2 separate regions of the Danio rerio genome follow, and region 2 is linked to region 1. A link is a contact called in public Micro-C data. All regions are on one chromosome and are shown on one strand. The core of a region is the stretch at or near the end of the contact, and the rest is flanking DNA. Distances in the headings are between cores, read along the strand shown.

The links. A called contact is a pair of places that touch in the nucleus more often than the background predicts.
Region 2: a Micro-C map of caudal fin shows a contact between it and region 1, with 2.7 times the contacts expected there. The contact joins the promoter of si:dkey-10p5.10 here to the promoter of cbx8b in region 1. A contact is called at or near these places in 3 of 18 Hi-C or Micro-C datasets (caudal fin, hematopoietic stem cells and an unstated tissue).

Annotation. Positions count from the first base shown.
Region 1 is chr6:24,378,803-24,383,119 of GRCz12tu, forward strand. It overlaps cbx8b (chromobox homolog 8b), which reads left to right and starts at 1,870. Exons shown (of 5, transcript NM_001024415.2): 1 at 1,870-2,005; 2 at 2,127-2,170; 3 at 3,473-3,538; 4 at 3,615-3,681; 5 at 3,849-4,317. The coding sequence starts at 1,937.
Region 2 is chr6:24,539,933-24,544,249 of GRCz12tu, forward strand. si:dkey-10p5.10 (a long non-coding RNA gene) reads left to right here and starts at 2,408. Exons shown (of 2, transcript NR_170261.1): 1 at 2,408-2,558.

The sequences.
Region 1 (4,317 bases), core at 620-3,119:
CAACATACTAGTTTTAGTAGCTTTCAGACATCGTGGTTTTACATTAAGTATTGAAGATTTTAAAAACTACATTTATTGAACAAAAATAAATAATTTAACATCTTTATATATCACCCTTTAAAATATAAGACTGTTAGGCGATGGTTGCAATTTCATTGGCCATGCAATGGATGGAAACACAATAAAGATAAATAGTACTATATTATTAACTCATCATCTGCATTAGAATGTTTTTAGAGTGATTTAACAGATCATCTTCAAGACAGGATTTTCTGTATGAAATTTGTACAAAATGAATGCTAAAATGAAAGAGAAAGTCAGTTTAATGGTGAAGGGATTGATCAAATATGCCTATTGAAGTAAGGTTTGCGAAGAAATGTATTTCAATGTATTTTTGCCCATCCCTGCTGACAGCATAGTTCGATCACACAAATGGCGGCCGCACCACTGTTTGACATCTCATACGGGACCAATGAAAAGACAAAAAAAAAAACCTTCCTTAAAATATTTTTTGTGTTAATTTTTTGGAAGAGATAATATCCACAATAGGCTATTTGTTAGTTTTATTTGTAATAAAAAAAGGCTATTTTATTTGTTGTCACCAAAAAAATGTATAATTTGGCAAGCTATTCTCCAAAAAGGCTCTATAGTTGCTTTTTATAAATTGGCCTTGATTGGTTCATTACAAACAATCAACGAATATTTACATTAACATTATGGTTTATTAATAGCAATTATCTAGACTTGATAAACATAAATTGTTTAGGACTGCCTTTTCTATTTCCTTTATAGAATAATAATTTATTATTGTGCTGTATTTTTTATTTTAGGCGAGGCAGTGGCGCAGTAGGTAGTGCTGTCGCCTCACAGCAAAAAGGTCGCAGGGTCGCTGGTTCGAACCTTGGCTCAGTTGGCGTTTCTGTGTGGAGTTTGCATGTTCTTCCTGCCTTCGTGTGGGTTTCCTCCGGGTGCTTCGGTTTCCCCCACAGTCCAAAGACATGCGGTACAGGTGAATTGGATAGGCTAAATTGTCCGTAGTGTATGAGTGTGTATGTGAATGTGTGTGTGGATGTTTCCCAGAGATGGGTTGCGGTTGGAAGGGCATCCGCTGCGTAAAAACTTGCTGGATAAGATGGTGGTTCATTCCGCTGTGGCGACCCCGGATTAATAAAGGGTCTAAGGTGACAAGAAAATGAATGAATGAATTTTTTATTTTAAACCAAAATTTGACAATATTAATGAATGGAATATTATCATCGCTGTTTGTATTTTATTATAATGTCTCAATTACTTATGGCTGCAAAATAGCCTAAAGATATAACAAATAACCTATATGTATATGAAATGATTATATAAACCTGTCTATTTTTTTTTTTTTTCGAAAGGGAAATTTGAAATTAAAACTTCCAAGTGGACTAGCGTTACTGGATAACGTGTGATCATTTTCATGACATGGATTTTGTCGTAAGGCTACATGTAAAAAGGAGAATCTGATTTACGCGGAATACTCAGCAGAAAATTTGTTATTGGCAAATGACCTTTCAAATCTCAGATTGTGTTTGTTTAGAAAAGAAGAACTATAGGTAATCCTTCTTCTGTTTACGTTTATATGATTATACATCCCTATGTTCTAATTATAATGTAATTAATACGATTAAGTTTACCCTCTGTGGCGTTCACACTTCTTTTCAAACAGGTAGCCCCGCCTGTCCACTCCCAAAGCAAGCAACCTAGCAACAGCTGAGCCAATGATCGAAATGTTTCCACTTATGGTTTCCACCCTCAAGCGGTGCCAAGGCAACATGATAAAAAACGTGATGACGTCTGGTTGTGTGTGAGAGTATTATGGGCTGTGTGCAATTCTGAAGCTAGAGCAGTAGGCGGACAGAGCTTGCGCTCAGCTAGCTTCGCTGCAAGCTAACGGTAGAAGGAAAACATGGAGCTGTCGGCTGTCGGGGAGAGGGTGTTTGCTGCTGAATCGATCATCAAGAGACGAATACGCCGGGTATGTGTGGGGGAATGTTGTCCAAGAATGATGTCGACATATTCTGTAACGTTACATGTCTGCTCATGTCGTCGGCTTTCATTAGCGTTAACGATTTTTTTCTGTTTGACGGCACGCGCAGGGTCACATGGAATATCTCGTGAAATGGAAGGGTTGGTCACCTAAGTAAGTAATACCTATTTTGTCTGTTGTTCCTTGTTTTGGTGTTTTGTGACAGCGATGGCTGTCAGCCCTTCTAGATGTTGCGAGGGCCATATATTCTCATTGACAGGTTAGCTTCTGGTTATTGCTGCACACTGGTTTTGACAGATGACATGCTGCAACATTTAGCTGGCCCTGTCAACGGGTTATTCTAAAACACACAAGGTGAAAAACGCTTGACGTGGCTAATTGTACCTAAACATCAACCAGAAACCGAAATTTCCGTCCAACCTTATTTGTAATTAACACTATCTGTGAAAAAAGAAGTCGCAATTCCATAGATAGAGTGAACAATAACACATTTAAAAGGAAAAAGCATAACGTGTAGCTACCCGTACCTAAACAAAAAACACATTTATGTCAACTTTTACTTGTAAATAGTAACTAACTAACTTGTTAAATAATCAGAAGAATGAGCCCTGTTTTCACTTCTGAAGTGAGAACAATATTATGTTACACTTTCTCCCTGTAGGATGTTATTGGGGGGTCAGTGACATGAACACAAGAGCATTCCCTGACAGCAGAAAGTATTGAATTTTATTTTAATTTGTTTTACCCAGACAGAGTCACGTTAAGAATACTTAAAGTGATAATGTTCACTTTATGCACTAAATAGAAGCTTGATCTTTTGGCAGGAGAAAGTGTTTATTGTGAGTGTTTTTATAGAAATTTTGATTGTTTCTTGGTGGAACCACATCAAGCTTTTATAATGACTTTAATGGGGATAAAATGCTTAATGTGACATTGTTCACTTTATCTACGCAATTAAGGCTTAACCTTTTGGTAGTAGTTTGTGTTAATTACAAGTAAAATTTGATATATTTTTGGTTTTCCCCACATGGTAAGATACACTAAGCCATGCTATGCTGTTTACTTTTATAATGGACTTTAATATGAAGAAAATGCTAAATGTCATAGTTTTCAATCACAGAAATAAGAGCTCAGTCTTTTGACAACAGAAAAGTGTTTGTCATGAGTACAGTCTGATTGAAATTTTTAAGTGGTTTTCCCCACTTGTTGTTAAGGTACATTATGCCATGTTAAGCTTTTTTCTTATAATAGACTTCTGTGGTAGAAACATTTGATTTTTACATTAGTGTTAATTACAAGTCACGTTTGGCTAAAATTTGGGCTTCTCTTGTTGATGTTTAGGTACATTAAGCCATTAAGTTTTTTACAATGTCTCCTGCTAGCCTGGCAGTAAAGTGGTAGTTTAAATTTAGCCAAAGATCAACATTTATCACTTGAAACTTATTCTTTTCACAGGTACAGTACTTGGGAACCAGAGGAAAATATCCTAGACCCGCGTCTTTTCGTCGCATTTGAAGAGAGGTAATGGAAATGTAAAAATATAATTGATAATACAACAAAAAAAATTATTCACTCATGCTTTTGTTTTTTTATTCAGGGAGCGTGAGCGAGAAATATTTGGTCCCAAGAAACGAGGGCCAAAACTCAAGACTTTTCTCCTAAAGGTTTGTTTTTTAATTACATTATTTTTCAAGATATTTTTGGTGAAATTTATTTTTCTTGTTATGTTCACTTATCCTTGAGCTGTCACTAAGCTTTTTTATGTATGTAAAAAAGTCAGTATCTGTTCTGCACAGTATTCTGCATTAATCTTTAAAAATCCCATTTGCAGGCCCAAGCTAAAGAAAAGGCAAAGTCGTATGAATTTAGGAATGACTCAACTAGAGGCATTCATGTTACATATTCCAGTCCAGAGCCTGTAGTAGCCCCTAGAGCGAGAGAGGGCCTTCGCGCTGTGGTTCCCACCATTTTCCCTCCCAGCACAGTCAACCGTGGTGAGAGTGTAAGGCTTCAGTCCCCAGAACCAAGAGAGCATCATTCGCCACACTCACCAAGACCCACAGATGAATTTAGCCTTACCCCAAAAAAGAGAGGACGGAAGCCCAAATTACGCTTCACAGATGGGTATATAAGCAATTTGCATCCAGAGCATGTAAAACGGGCAGCAGATGAAACCATGGCAAGCATTCCTTCTAAAATGGCTAAGTTAGGTTTGGGGGAAGATGATGAGAGATGCCCTGACATAAGTGGGAGACTTAAAATATCTCACAAGGACTTGGATGCTACCTGTTCACACAAAC
Region 2 (4,317 bases), core at 1,158-3,657, 160 kb after region 1:
CGCTTACAACACTCTCTCTTTGCGCAAAAGTGGACGAAGGGAAAAAGTCAATATTACGCGGTGACACAGTGAGCCTTGTTAATACGCAAGCTTTTGAAATTCTTCATGTACACTGATTTAACCAGAGCGACCCCATGTGCTCGTTATTAATGAATTATCCATCTGACTTCTGTAGGCAGATCATATTTGCAGTGTACATCATGTTGCGCTAAAGCGCCACCAACTGGTTCCTTTGATCACATGCGGCATTGTGTCTTGCAGAAAGTCCTACTATGATGAAGGCCTACTTCATGAAAATTAATAACGTCTGACGTTGCTTAGTAACCCTAGAATGTCCATTCACATATCTTAGTGAAAATTTGTTTCTTTAGTTAAGATACTGTTTTGAATAAGCGGATAGCGTTACTCCTAATTCATATCCATAAGCCAGTGACAGTCCTTCATCGTAGTATGCATGTAAGCATCCGGGCCCTGGACCTCCCAGAACTGGATCGACGTCTTGCGTGTGTGTGCAGAGGACTTCATTAAAACAAATTCCCTGACCTAGAACAAGCACTCATTTATACTAATATTATTAATAAACCATCTCTACTGTGAAACAATTGACACACTCAATCAATTGCAATGTTTATTTGTTTTTAACGAATTTCTCAAAATCAGAATTTATTCCACATTATATAGGCATTATATATATAGTTTTTTTTTTTTTTTTGTATATTATTTTGAGTTCTCATCTCAGCTGCAAAGAAGGGGTGAGGTAGAGAATGGATGTGGATCGAGCGGCTCCCTGTGGTCACGCCTGATATATCCAAAGACCATTGTTAATTTTTATTACATTATAACACAAATACAATAAGGCAAATTCCACTAACAACTTTTACCTACATTTACAGAACAGAACACAAATAATAATAATAACAGCCTTATAATAATAATAATAATTAGCCTACACGACAGGGTCTTCTATGAAAAGATTGTTTTAACTAAACAGTCTTCTTCCTAATTTTTGATTTCACCAACTTTAAAGATGTAGGCTACAGTATTACCAAAATTAATTTAGGAAAACCAAAACAATAGTTTTGTTTTAAGGCACTTGCATTTATGAATATAAAATTTCTGAATTTAAATATTATTTAATACAAAATTAATATTAACATCTTCCCCTTATAAACCAAATAAAATATTATTTTTAGAAAACTTGGAGACAACTTGAGAGAAACTTTTAGCCACTCAAATGAATCAGAGTAGAAGGTTAATAAACAGTGAAATAATAAATGTGCAGTCGTTTCAATGTCAACCTCACAAAATGTACAATTATTGTGATCAAAATTAAATCTATGTCTAAGAAACTCTGAAGATGGGAAAATATCATTGAATCTTTTAAAGTGTACTTCTTAGCTCTGGGAGGTATGGGGAAAGAAAGAAACATAGTTCTTAATCCAATATTAGAGCTCTTGGGGAAAAAATACACATTATTTCTACTAGCTTGTAATGGAAATTTATCTTGAGTTCAATGATCTTATTTTATTAGGTATTTCACTCTGAATAAAATCTTGTCCATTTATCAACACGATGAAGTGTCATTTATAATGGCGACCACATTAAACATCATTACAAATGCCTACGGAATAGATTTCAATATCCTGTTATAGTGCATGATCCCATTCAAAGTTAGATTTTTCACAAACATTTCTGTGACTCAGAACCTCACCCTCTTTGTTCTCTTTGTTTCTAAAAATGTACATATTGTTCCAAATTTTATTATGTGGGAAAAATTTATGTTTGTAAATTAATTTCCAGCATAAAAAAACCTGATCATGAAATTCTGATAATTTGACAGGGAGTTTCTGTATTGAAAAATCACAAGGTTATAGAGTTCACTTTTGAAAATATTATTTATAGATTATTTCTGGATATAGAAGCAGAAACTATTATCACTAGCGAAACATTTTTAGTTTTTGATGAATGAGTTATTTAATCTATGCCATTCATACAATCAAAATCTATGGACTGCAGACGTATTTATAATTTTCTAATATTGTTCCTTTTTCAACAAAACGAACTTTCCTCTTCCAAATAAAATGAAAATTCAACTCATTGAAATGGGAAGGGAACAGAGTAAACACATGGAAAAAGATTCCCCTTTTGTTAATAAAACTTTCAAAAATAGAGATTTCCCTTTGCAACCATTCATCCAGTCTAGTTTTAGGGATTACAACGCCAAGATATTTAAGCCTATATATATATATATAATATTGTATTTAAATAGAACATTTGCGTTTGCAAATCTTCTTTAACTTTCTGCGGCTGATCCTTCCCTCGATCTTGTCCCTGACCCCCATTATATTTAGTGACATTTATCGTTTGTCCACTGATTTATTAATTGATTCTCAAAAGAAGACACGCCCTCCACATGTCGTCATCACGCCAGCCCGGTCGGGCTTGCGGCAGAAGATCGTGTATTTTTGTCAAATGGTCTGTTATATTTTTACAGAATATTGTGTACGAATGATTGTTCACATTGCGTTGGTTATTCGGCTAACATCGACGATCCTTCGGTGAGTCTCCATGATTGTTTATCGCGTTGTTTGTGCAAGCAGGGATGTCAGCTGATGATTATGTTTGCCTGTGCATGTCTGACGCCGTTCATCATTTATAAAATGTCTTTTTATGCCTCCACCAGAACCTCTCTAATACTAGATCACATATATTGAATTCAAAGCAGCATGGATGGGGATTTTGCCAATTGAGAGATATATGCCTGGCCTTATAGGCAGAAAATGGCCTGTAAATCAGTGCAAAGTTGTTGTAACTTGCTGTCTCTCGTGGCTATTTTAAATTGATGATTACGTCGACAGTATTACTCTATTGTGTTTAAAATTAAGGTTAAAACGTTGATATTGTTGTGAAAGATGCCATGTCACGCTATGTAAACACGAATGGCTCACACTTCGTTATACTTGTAAATATGAAGAGTTGCCTGATGTAGCCTACCTGGGCTCAGTCATGTGTACATACAGTAACAGTATAAAACACTATTACGCTATAATAGCCACTAACACAATATAATCAAACATCATCTCTTTTCATTTGCAAGATTTCTTTGGGTGACGCAGAATGCATATTGCTATTGTGTATTTATATAAGAAAGGTAATGAACGCACCAACAGCAAAGACGTGTTATTTGTTTCATTAACTATTTTAAAAATGCAAATTAACCGAAAACAATTGTGCAGCTGCTCTTATAATGACATTATAGTCTCATTCTACAGTCACAAAATAATAGTGTAGCTAGAATTAACAGTGTCTTTATTTGTTGTGATGCAAAAATATACAACCTCGTGTCCTTTCTCAAATGCATTTCAATATAAAATTATGTTCCCTGTAAGTTGATTAACTGTAAAACACAAGATTGAAGATGGAATGTTTAGTTACCAAATAGTTATGTTATAAGTTTACTTCCATTGTGTGGATAATAAAAATAATAATAATAATATGATTAAAAATAAATGAGGGAGGGTCCATACAACATGTGTACAATATATGTAGTTTACAGTTCCTTTTAAACGGATTGATAGGCAAAGGCTCAAATGTTGTCCTAAACACACTGTAATCTCTCTAGTAAACAGTGAGGAGTTAGTAAGGTTAAGAGATGCTTGAAAACTGTAGTGTGTCAGCTGTGTTGGTCTTCTCGTATTAGGTCTGCACAGTATATCATTTCAGATATCGCAGTGTCACATCGCAGGATGTGCAATCTTGAGTTGGTTATATAGTTGATCAGACACTTCAGAACAGGCGATGAGCTTTGAAGAGCAAGTGCAGTTTATCCATAATAGAGCAAATTATTTTAAGTACTTTGACTGTTTGAGAATTTCAGGAGTTTAAAGCATGTATTTACAATAAAATAGTATCGTTTAAAACTTTAATAAAATGTTTTTTTAATGATTGATACAGTAAAGAGTTTATAATTTTACATTCGAATTTTCTTATTGTTTCAGTACCTGAACATTATTCAGGTAGTCCCCATAAATCCATTTTATTTGTTGCAATTTTATCTTTGCTTTGTTAAATTTATATATCATTGTAATTTATTTTATATTATGCAGATGTACTACATAAAGAATGCCATCTCAATCAATCTAAATTATTGAATAAAGCTATTCATCTCATCTGGGGAGAATTGTATAGCGCAGAAAAACAGAATATGGCAATGTCCGATTTTTCTAATATTGTGCAGCCCTACCTCTCATGCTAACTGCTCATTCATTCATTTTCTTTTTGGCTTATTCCCTTTATTAACCTGAGATGACCATAGTG